2 separate regions of the Zea mays genome follow, and region 1 is linked to region 2. Evidence: chromatin contacts called from public Hi-C data. All regions are on one chromosome and are shown on one strand. The core of a region is the stretch at or near the end of the contact, and the rest is flanking DNA. Distances in the headings are between cores, read along the strand shown. Region 1 holds the start of LOC100193489. Region 2 holds the start of LOC732814 (DNA mismatch repair protein).

Region 1 (4,645 bases), core at 609-3,108, 180 kb before region 2:
ACGATCAGGCGGTCGGTGTCGTTCTTCAGTGTGGGCTCGGTAAATGGCGTGGCTACTAGCCTACTAGTACTTACTGACCACCAGTGTGCAGAGTGGATCAGAGCAGGTGATCGACATCACATACATTCACCCGCCAGAGGTGCTGAATTACCACATCACATCATACGAGTGCTGGGCCTTTTTTGTGTTTCTGGTTAAGGGAGAGTAGGCCAACGTTTTGCAGATTGCTCCACGGAGAGCTCGTGCCTTAATTAAGCTTGTACTGCAAGAGGAGTGCAACGCCATTTTAGCTAGCTACTTATATGAAGCTTCATATATATAATAATATAAACATATAGTAGGTACAGACGTTCAGCAGTTGTGTTGTTCTGCTGAACAGCACTCGACACTGGGGGCGGGGGCTGCAATTGCGGGTTTGGAGTCTTGCTTCCTAGGGAACAAACATATCAGACTGCCACTCGGACTGGCCATCAAGGGTTTTGTCACTTCTCGCATCGCATCGGCTGGTGCCTGAAACTGCTGAAACTCTGCGCAGAAACTGTCTTGTAACACTGCACTTTGGTATGGGGCAGCTTGCCAGCTTGTGAACTAGAGGCCACGGCCGGCCATGCCAGTCAGAACACATATACTGCCCAAAATTACACACTGGCGTGCCAAGAAGCATTCACCTGCTACAGTTTTGTGTCTCCTTCCCGGCCTCTCGGAAACCGACGCCAACAATCAGCTACCTACCGGCCCATATCTTCTTGCTTGTGTTTGAGTCAGTAAGCAGCTACTTTTTTTTATTATTTCTTTCCCCTTTACTCCGGGTTAGGACTTAGGCATAATGCGTTCGCAGAATTTTGTACTGGAAATAACGCTTGGATAACACGACTACTTGTCCCGGTTCTCCTAAATTATCTCTATATTTTTTTTGACTAATTTACGCTTGATGATGATTGAGTAGCTGGAATTTGAAGGGAGAGCTGAAGCAATTTACCGTGAGGATTTTCCTGTACTCGGAGATGAGGTACGGGACGTAGTCCTGGATGGCGAACTGGCGGGAGCGGAAGGAGAAGGGCACCAGGTAGTAGTTGTTGACGAAGTCGTTGCCGCCGAGCGTGATGAGGACGAGCGCATTGCTCACGACCTGCCTCGCCGCGTCGTCGCCGACGAACGCGGCCAGCCTCTGCTGGTAGTCCTGGAAGTTGTGCAGCTGCTGCCCGATCCCGATGATGTTCACCTGGCCACGCCGTACGTACGTAATAACGAAGGTTAGTTCTGCTGTATATGCAGCTACACTACAGGACGTACTGCTGTATCCCTGTCGTCCGGGTCCGGCCGGCCGGTGGCGAGAACGCGCGCGGCAGGCAACGACGCGGCTGCCTATTATCTGTCTCTGTTGTTGCTTACGAACTGTATGCCGGTGTCGTTGAGGATGCCGACGCCGGCGGACGCGAAGTTGGCGCCGACGAGCAGCTGGTCGCCGCGGAGGTCGGGGCTGAGGTACGGCAGCGCGGGCTGGGAGCCGAGGTGCTCGCTGATGATGTCGGGGATGTTGAGCCCGTTGGAGAACCGCCCCGTGGGCAGGTGCGTGGGGAAGTCGATCCCGTAGGGCGGCGCGTCGGCCCGCGCCGTGGTCATGAGGTAGTTGTTGTTGCCGTTGTCCACGAGGGAGTCCCCGAACACGAAGAAGGCGCGCGGCGGCGAGGCGGACGCGGCCCCGAGGACGAGGAGCGCCGCCACCGCGGGGACGAGGACGGTCACGAGCAGAGCAGCGTCCATTGCGCGTGGCGCGGAAGGGCCTCGCTCGCTCGCTCGCAGTCGCGGAGTGATGACTGATGAGACGAGAGCGACGCCGAATTGATTGTTGGACGCGAGATGGAGCGGCCAGGTGGGCAGGGGCGACACGGAGTCCCGCTTTTGTATAGAGAATAGACGGACGGGGAGGAGAGCGCCCGGCTGCGTGCCTGCGTGCGAGTTAAAAGACAGACGGTCCAGTTGGGTTGTGCAGTCCCACTCCCACTGTCCCACATACTGGAAGGCGGCAAGGCACCACTGGGCGGCAGAGACGAGTCGCTCGGACATCAAAGCCGGCTCCAGAGACGGGAATTCCCTTTTCCGGTGGTGGCACGGTACGGGCGGTAGCCCGGTGAGACTTGTTTGTTTGTGTCGGATTGATGGACCGGAACGATTTCTAGATAGATTGCTTCTCTAATTTATATAAAGTTTGATTAACCAGAACGATTCCGGGTACAATTCGACGAACAAGGACTGAATAGGACGGAATCAAAAAGAACGGATAGCCCTCGTCAAAACCGTAGTTAATAACAGTCGTTTAGTCGCAGGCTGAGCAAAGACGCGTCTAGTGCCAAACCCTAATTAACTGAGTGGTGATTATAGATGTCCAATAAGCACGAGGCCCGCGAGCCCGGCACGAAACCCGTTGTTTGGGCCCGGTCCGAGCCCGACACGGCCCGGTTATATGCGGGCCCGAACTGGCCCGGCACGAATAAGCGGGTCGGGCTCGGACAGGAAATTAGGCACGGTGGGCTAGCCCGGCACGGCCCGTTTAGCTCTAAGCCCGTTAAGCCCGCTTTTTTTACACTAAAACGTACTTTTCGGCCGGCATAGCCCGCTTTTCGGTCCGCTTTTTTCGTGCTAAACGGGCCTGGTTGGTTTTAGTGATTAATGACAACGTAATATTATATGTGACTAACGTGTGTTTTGCAGAGACAAATGGTAAGTTAGGTCGCATGACAGGTAAAAGCACTACAATGTGAAAGCAATCCCGTAGATAAGAACTCGAAGCGACGGCTAAAACGACGGAACAAAAGGTGAAGGTCTACGGAGTCCGAGTGTCAAGGAGATGTGGACACTCGCGATTTAGTTAGGTCTTTTATTCTCTTTTAGCCGTACTATAAAGAGGGGTTGTCGATGAGTAGTTTGACCAAGAGAGTTCTAGTGTAGTGTTGGTGCACAATCACACTCATATACAGTGCTAGGTGTCACTCTAGAACTCACACTCAAGTTAGAACGAAAACCGATTTGAAAATCAGCTGAAAAACAAGAGTTAGGGTTTCTGGCTTTGGGGCACCGGACTGTCCGGTGTGCACCGGACTGTCCGGTGCACCCTCTGCCAGGTGGGACCAGGCTGGTCCACAGCAGAGCCTTCCCAGTCGCAGAAACCCGAGAGCGCTGCCTTCGGAGATGAATTTTAGTGGCACACCGGACATCGCACCGGACTGTCCGGTGTGCACCGGACAGTGGACTGTTCACTGTCCGGTGCGCCATGAGTCCAACGGCTCCGTGTCAGAACTAGCCGTTGGAAGTGACCGTTGGCGCACCGGTGGCGCACCGGACTGTCCAGTGCGCCATCGCGCAGCAAGTTTCCTATAACGGCTAGTTGGTGGGTGAGGGCTATTTATACCCCTCCACCCACCATATTCAATGTCTTGCACTCCACATTTATTCCAGCACTTTGGTAGAGCATTGCAAGCACCAAAAGCCTAGTGAGGAGATTAGAGAATCATAATCCGTGCTTGTTCCTCATTAGCGCTAGTGAGAGCCACCTAGAGCACACACCACTTGCATTAGGCTTCTCTTGGTCAAGCGAAAGTCTATGGCTTGTTACTCTTGGTGATCGGCATCACCTAGACGGCTTGGTGGCGTTGGGAGCTCGGTGATCACCGTGAAGATCTTGTTGGTGACCCGGCTCAAGTTTGTAAGCGGTCTCGAGGGATCCACCGCGCCGGAGTGGCAAAGGATCATCTCGTAGTGAGCACTTGGTTCTTGCGAGGATCAAGGGGGAGCGATACCCTTGCGCGGGTGCTCCAACGAGGACTAGTGGAGAGTGCCGACTCTTCGATACCTCGGGAAAAATTGGAGGAGTCTTCTAAACTTTGCTTTACATTCCGCACTCAATTTAAGCACTTTACATTGTGTATTTGTTTAGCAAGTATTTGAAGTATTATCTTAGCTTTGTTACATTTCTAGTGTTATATTCTTAGTGCTAGTTGTTGGGGTGAAGTTGGGCTCTTGTTTAGCTCTTGCTTAGGTTTTAATTAGTGTTGATTTTTAGAAAAGCCCAATTCACCCCCCCTCTTGGGCATCGTGATCCTTTCAATTGGTATCAGAGCCTTGTTGCTCATAGATTAGCTTAACCGCTAGAGTTACGATGTCCGGTGGGGATGGACCTCCTCCCGTTTTTGATGGTGACGATTTTCCTTATTGGAAAATTCGTATGGAAGCATACTTAGAGGCTATAGACATCGGTGTCTATAAAGCCGCCACACAAGGGTTCCCCGAACCTAGAGATGCCACAAATCTTGTAGGTGATGAGTTCAATTATGAGAAATGGAATGCGAAGGCCAAAAACACCCTTTTTAGAGGCCTTTGCAAAGATGTGTTCAATAGAGTTCGGAATCATAAAAATGCTCATGATTTGTGGATGGACATTTGTGCTCTACACGAAGGAACTAGAAGTGAACGTGAGGAAAGATATCACATAGCTATGCGAAAGTTAAATTCTTTTGAAATGCTTGCTAATGAAAATGCAAACGCTATGTACTCACGACTTAATATTCTTGTAGAGGAAGTCAATGGATTGGGGCTTACTCAAATCTCACAACCGGATGTTGAGAGGAAGATTCTCAGTGTCCTCCCA
Region 2 (4,322 bases), core at 1,462-3,961:
TTGATTGAGATCGCATTCTAGTGAGTGATTGAGACGCTCTAGTGCATTTGCATTCGTTGTGATCTTTTGAGGCACTAGGTGAGACACCGGGCAAGCATCATCGACTTGTTACTCTTGGAGGTTGTCGCCTCCTAGACGACTCGAGTGGTGTCTCCATCGAGCTCTCCGTGAAGATTGTGGAGGAGCCACGTGACTGACTGTGAGGGGTTCGCGCACACCTCACCGGAGCGACAAAGGCGACACTAGTGGAATCGAGGTATTGAGTGAGTTCTTGTCCACTTGGCTCAAAGATCAAGCCGTGTCTTGGTAGAGGAGCAAGTGAGAGCTTGAATTCCACCTCAACGTGGATTAGGGGTGAACGACAAATCACCGATACCACGGGATAAATTTCGGTGTCTCTCAACTTTTATACATTACTTACAAGTAGTTGGTAATTTGTATATTGCCTATCTTGTGTGATGTTAGCTTAAATTGCTCATTATATTTTATTGTCTCATCAAGGTTAGTAATTTTATATCTCTTGTCGATTTGATTAAAATTCTCTAGTGTATTTTATTTTTAGTCAAAACCGTCTATTCACTCCCTCTAGCCGGTGTCCTAGATCCTGCAATTATTCAATGCAATGAAAGCAAAAAAACTAGACATGCATTACGAGTACAACACTAAACCCAACGAATGGAGGAATGTCGGAGAGATGTTCTTTTGTGCTTTTTGGTGTTTCTCGCAGTGCGCAGAGGGCTTCAGTCATTATCGTCTCGTGCTCTCTATTGATGGTAGTTTTTTGCTTGGGAAGTATAGGGGCACATTGTTGGTTGCCATTTCATGTGACGTGGACAACGCATTGGTTCTTTTGGCATTTGCTTTGGTGGTGAGGGAGAACAGAGATAGTTCGTTTTGGTTCTTGCGACTTGTTCGGATCCATGTCGTGGGCCCTGGTCGGGAGATTGGTGTCATATATGACAGAAACCAGGGTATTCTTAATGTAGTGCAAGAGCAGATTCCTGGCTACACACCCATGCACCACAGATGGAGCACTCGACACCTAGTAGAAAATCTTTTTCGAAAGGGTTGTACCAAGAATAATTCCCCCCTTTTTGAGGAGGTCTGTCGACAGTTGGAGGTTTCGTTATTCGAGGATAAGTTGAAGGAATTAAAAGATACAACAAATGATGAAGGTGAAAAATGGATTGCTAGATTTCCTAACTGTATTTCCTCGTCTCCTACACAAAAAACAGTAAGTACGAATGCAACATTACGACTGATGCTATCAAAAAGCAATATCAACCTCATCGTAATCTACCACATGTCCAAAAATAACCCACACCAAGATCAGAAGGAACTAATCCATACTTAGCTTCATTAAAACCGCCACTCATTTTTTCTTTTTCTTTGCCTCTGGCTCAGGCCAATGGGACCTAGGACCATACAACCACTCTATGAAACTACACTTACGCCCACCGTATGGCCGTAGGGGAATAAATTAGTAAATTTGTGAAAAAATAACAAAATTTTGGACATTTGTTATGCACTCACATAATTACTGTTGGGACACACGAAGTACTTCACAGTGTCCTTACATAAGACAACACGATCTCCGCAATCACACCGAGGCGGAGACTTCAGTCGTCTTTCTGCGACTAAGTTCTTCTTCTCATCCGTCATTGGTGTCGTGTCGGGGGAGGAGGCACCCAACGCTTAAAACACTGTATATTCCTTCTGGACAACCAATTAGCGAAAAGGAGATATCGATGGTCAAATTTATGAGGACCGTCGATCCATTGGAAAACACATCAAGTGATCCTACAGAAATGGAATGAAGCATTAGTACACATGTAGTAAACATCAATAACACACAAGTCATAAGCTACATATGTTAAAAACGCCACAAGTGTAGAAGCAGCGAGCAGCCGTGTCTAGATATTTGAATTGACATACCCAAGGCGGTCTGCCACAGTCACAATTAGGTACAGGAAGATCAGGAGGAACATGAGCATCCTTACTAGATACATCCAGATACAACTCCCGAGGACGATCTCTCTTCTGCCACAACGACTCCTAATACATGTCTTTTCATCTAACAAACGATTATATATTAACACAACTATATAGAAATAACAGAAATGATTTTAACTTATAAATACATGTATTTCATAAATTATCTAACAAACTGTAGTCATTATATGAACCATATATCATAGGATTCATAACTAATAGCAATATGAGCAACAATCAAAACTAATTAATCGAAAACATACAACGCAATATACGTAACAAATGAATCAGTGAGACACTATACCTTGGTCTTCAAAGTTTTCCAACTCGAATACGAAGATTGGAGCACCTCTGGGTGGTATGGAAGAAGATACAAATGGTTGGGTGCAGCTCTCGGCTAGGAAACAACCGATTTATAGGCCTTCCTAGCTCGGCGCCACAGATCCATGGCGCCGAGCTAGTGCCATGTCGGTGCTGCATCAGCCCTCGACGCTAGCGGCCTTGTGTTACCTTGGTGCTACAACTTATGATATTGAGCAACGAGTCCAAATGCAGAAATAAGTTATCTAGGGGTCTAAACATTAAACACGATTTTTTTCTTAAAAAGGACCAACATAAAAAAAACTCGGGCTGGCGGCCTGCCAGCGCCCGGGGACCGTGAGCCCGTGACCCCAGCGGGCCCAACCAGTCAAAACCGCAAGAGAGAGTCGTGAGGCGTGCGCACTACCCCGAGAAACGTGCGACGGGAACCTCCGCGGTTCCCCAAGTTCGCCTCCTTCACTACTCTCGCGCCCCGGCACGCCTGAAAAACCCCACCCCTCCTGCCGCTCCGCCTCTCCCATCACTTCCCACGCCCCTCGCCGCCTCCCATTCCAGCGTGGACACGACGCCACTCGCCAGCACGGAGACGCGCGCCTCGAAGCACTACTGCACTAGCCAGCCGTCGTTCTTCCGCGCCGGCGCCATGCACCGGGTGCTCGTGAGCTCGCTTGTGGCCGCCACGCCGCGATGGCTGCCCCTCGCCGACTCCATCCTCCGGCGCCGCCGGCCGCGCTGCTCCCCTCTTCCCGTGCTGTGAGCTTCGCTGTCTCCATATGGCCCTATCTCTGGGGCATTGGGTTTGGGTGTGATTGAGCCTCGTTTTTTCTCTCTCCTGCGAATCGTTAAAAGAATGTCATTCCACTGGACACCGATAACCAACTTGGTTACTGCCTGAAACTCGGACTAAACATGTACAATTACTAGCTACAAAATACCGAGGAGAGTAGCTGGGTCCGCGTTTGGATCATTGGCATAAAATTTGAATTTATTTATATTGATACTTGTAGAAGGAACAAGCAATTCAGTTTGGTATGTCACAGATGTGTAATGTGACTTGATTGGTGGCAAATTGTTAGCCCATGTAACTGAAGTCCCTTCCACTGAATAATGAAGCGATTACATACTTTTCACTAATTTGGATTTAGTATCGCACCATTTTGACCCATTTACATTGCCTTGTAATCTTGATGATCCTTTGCTCCAGGATGTTCGATCGGAGGGCTTGGTCCAAGCCAAGGAAGGTCTCACGAGGCATTTCAGTGGCGTCCAGGAAAGCTAACAAACAGGGAGAATACTGTGATGAAAGTATGCTGTCGCATATCATGTGGTGGAAAGAGGTCGTTGCAAACAGCTGATATCTCTACCCCATGCACCAAGGCTGTTTCTTCTGTTATTTATTGATCCTATACTATCTGATGTTTCAGAAAATGGAGAGGTGCAGAAAACCATCATCCATACAATTGACTCAGAGGCTTGTGTATTCAAATATATTAGGGTTGGATCCGAATTTAAGAAACGGAAGGTGTGGTATATGCTTTATGCGTGGCTGACATAATTATGCTCTTTTTTCTTTCTATCTTGAAAGGTTCACATGATGTTATCACTGACATAATACTGCACTATTTGTTCAGCTTGAAAGATGGAACCCTGAACATGGAGATTTTGGTATTTAAATCAAAATTTCCTCGTGAGGTTCTACTTTGCAGAGTATGTTCTGATGTAGCGTTCCATTAAGTTGTATGTTTTTTATGATTCTCTGATAAAAATTCAGTATCACATAGACTTTTAGTGGAAGGGGAAATGGAATCTTAATGCTGTCATACCCGACATACCTTGTCATAACCATCTCATCTATGTGTGCTACCTATATCAGGGATCTGGGTGACATGTGATACCGTGCTATATGCACTTTGCTAGGTATTTGCCATCTTACATGTGGTGCAACTCGTGGTGCATAGACTAATTTTATCTGTTTCACCAATTCACCTCACAGCTCTCAATATAATTAG

What was found. Hi-C and Micro-C count contacts between places; a contact is called where the count stands out from the background.
Region 1: a Hi-C map of leaf shows a contact between it and region 2, with 7 times the contacts expected there. The contact joins the promoter of LOC100193489 here to the promoter of LOC732814 in region 2. A contact is called at or near these places in 2 of 25 Hi-C or Micro-C datasets (ear and leaf).

Annotation. Positions count from the first base shown.
Region 1 is chr10:132,009,311-132,013,955 of Zm-B73-REFERENCE-NAM-5.0, reverse strand. It overlaps LOC100193489, which reads right to left and starts at 1,858. Exons shown (of 4, transcript NM_001138603.1): 1 at 1,393-1,858; 2 at 980-1,222. The coding sequence starts at 1,764.
Region 2 is chr10:131,828,100-131,832,421 of Zm-B73-REFERENCE-NAM-5.0, reverse strand. It overlaps LOC732814 (DNA mismatch repair protein), which reads left to right and starts at 2,711. Exons shown (of 22, transcript NM_001112428.1): 1 at 2,711-3,066; 2 at 3,518-3,650; 3 at 3,738-3,835; 4 at 3,945-4,020. The coding sequence starts at 2,957.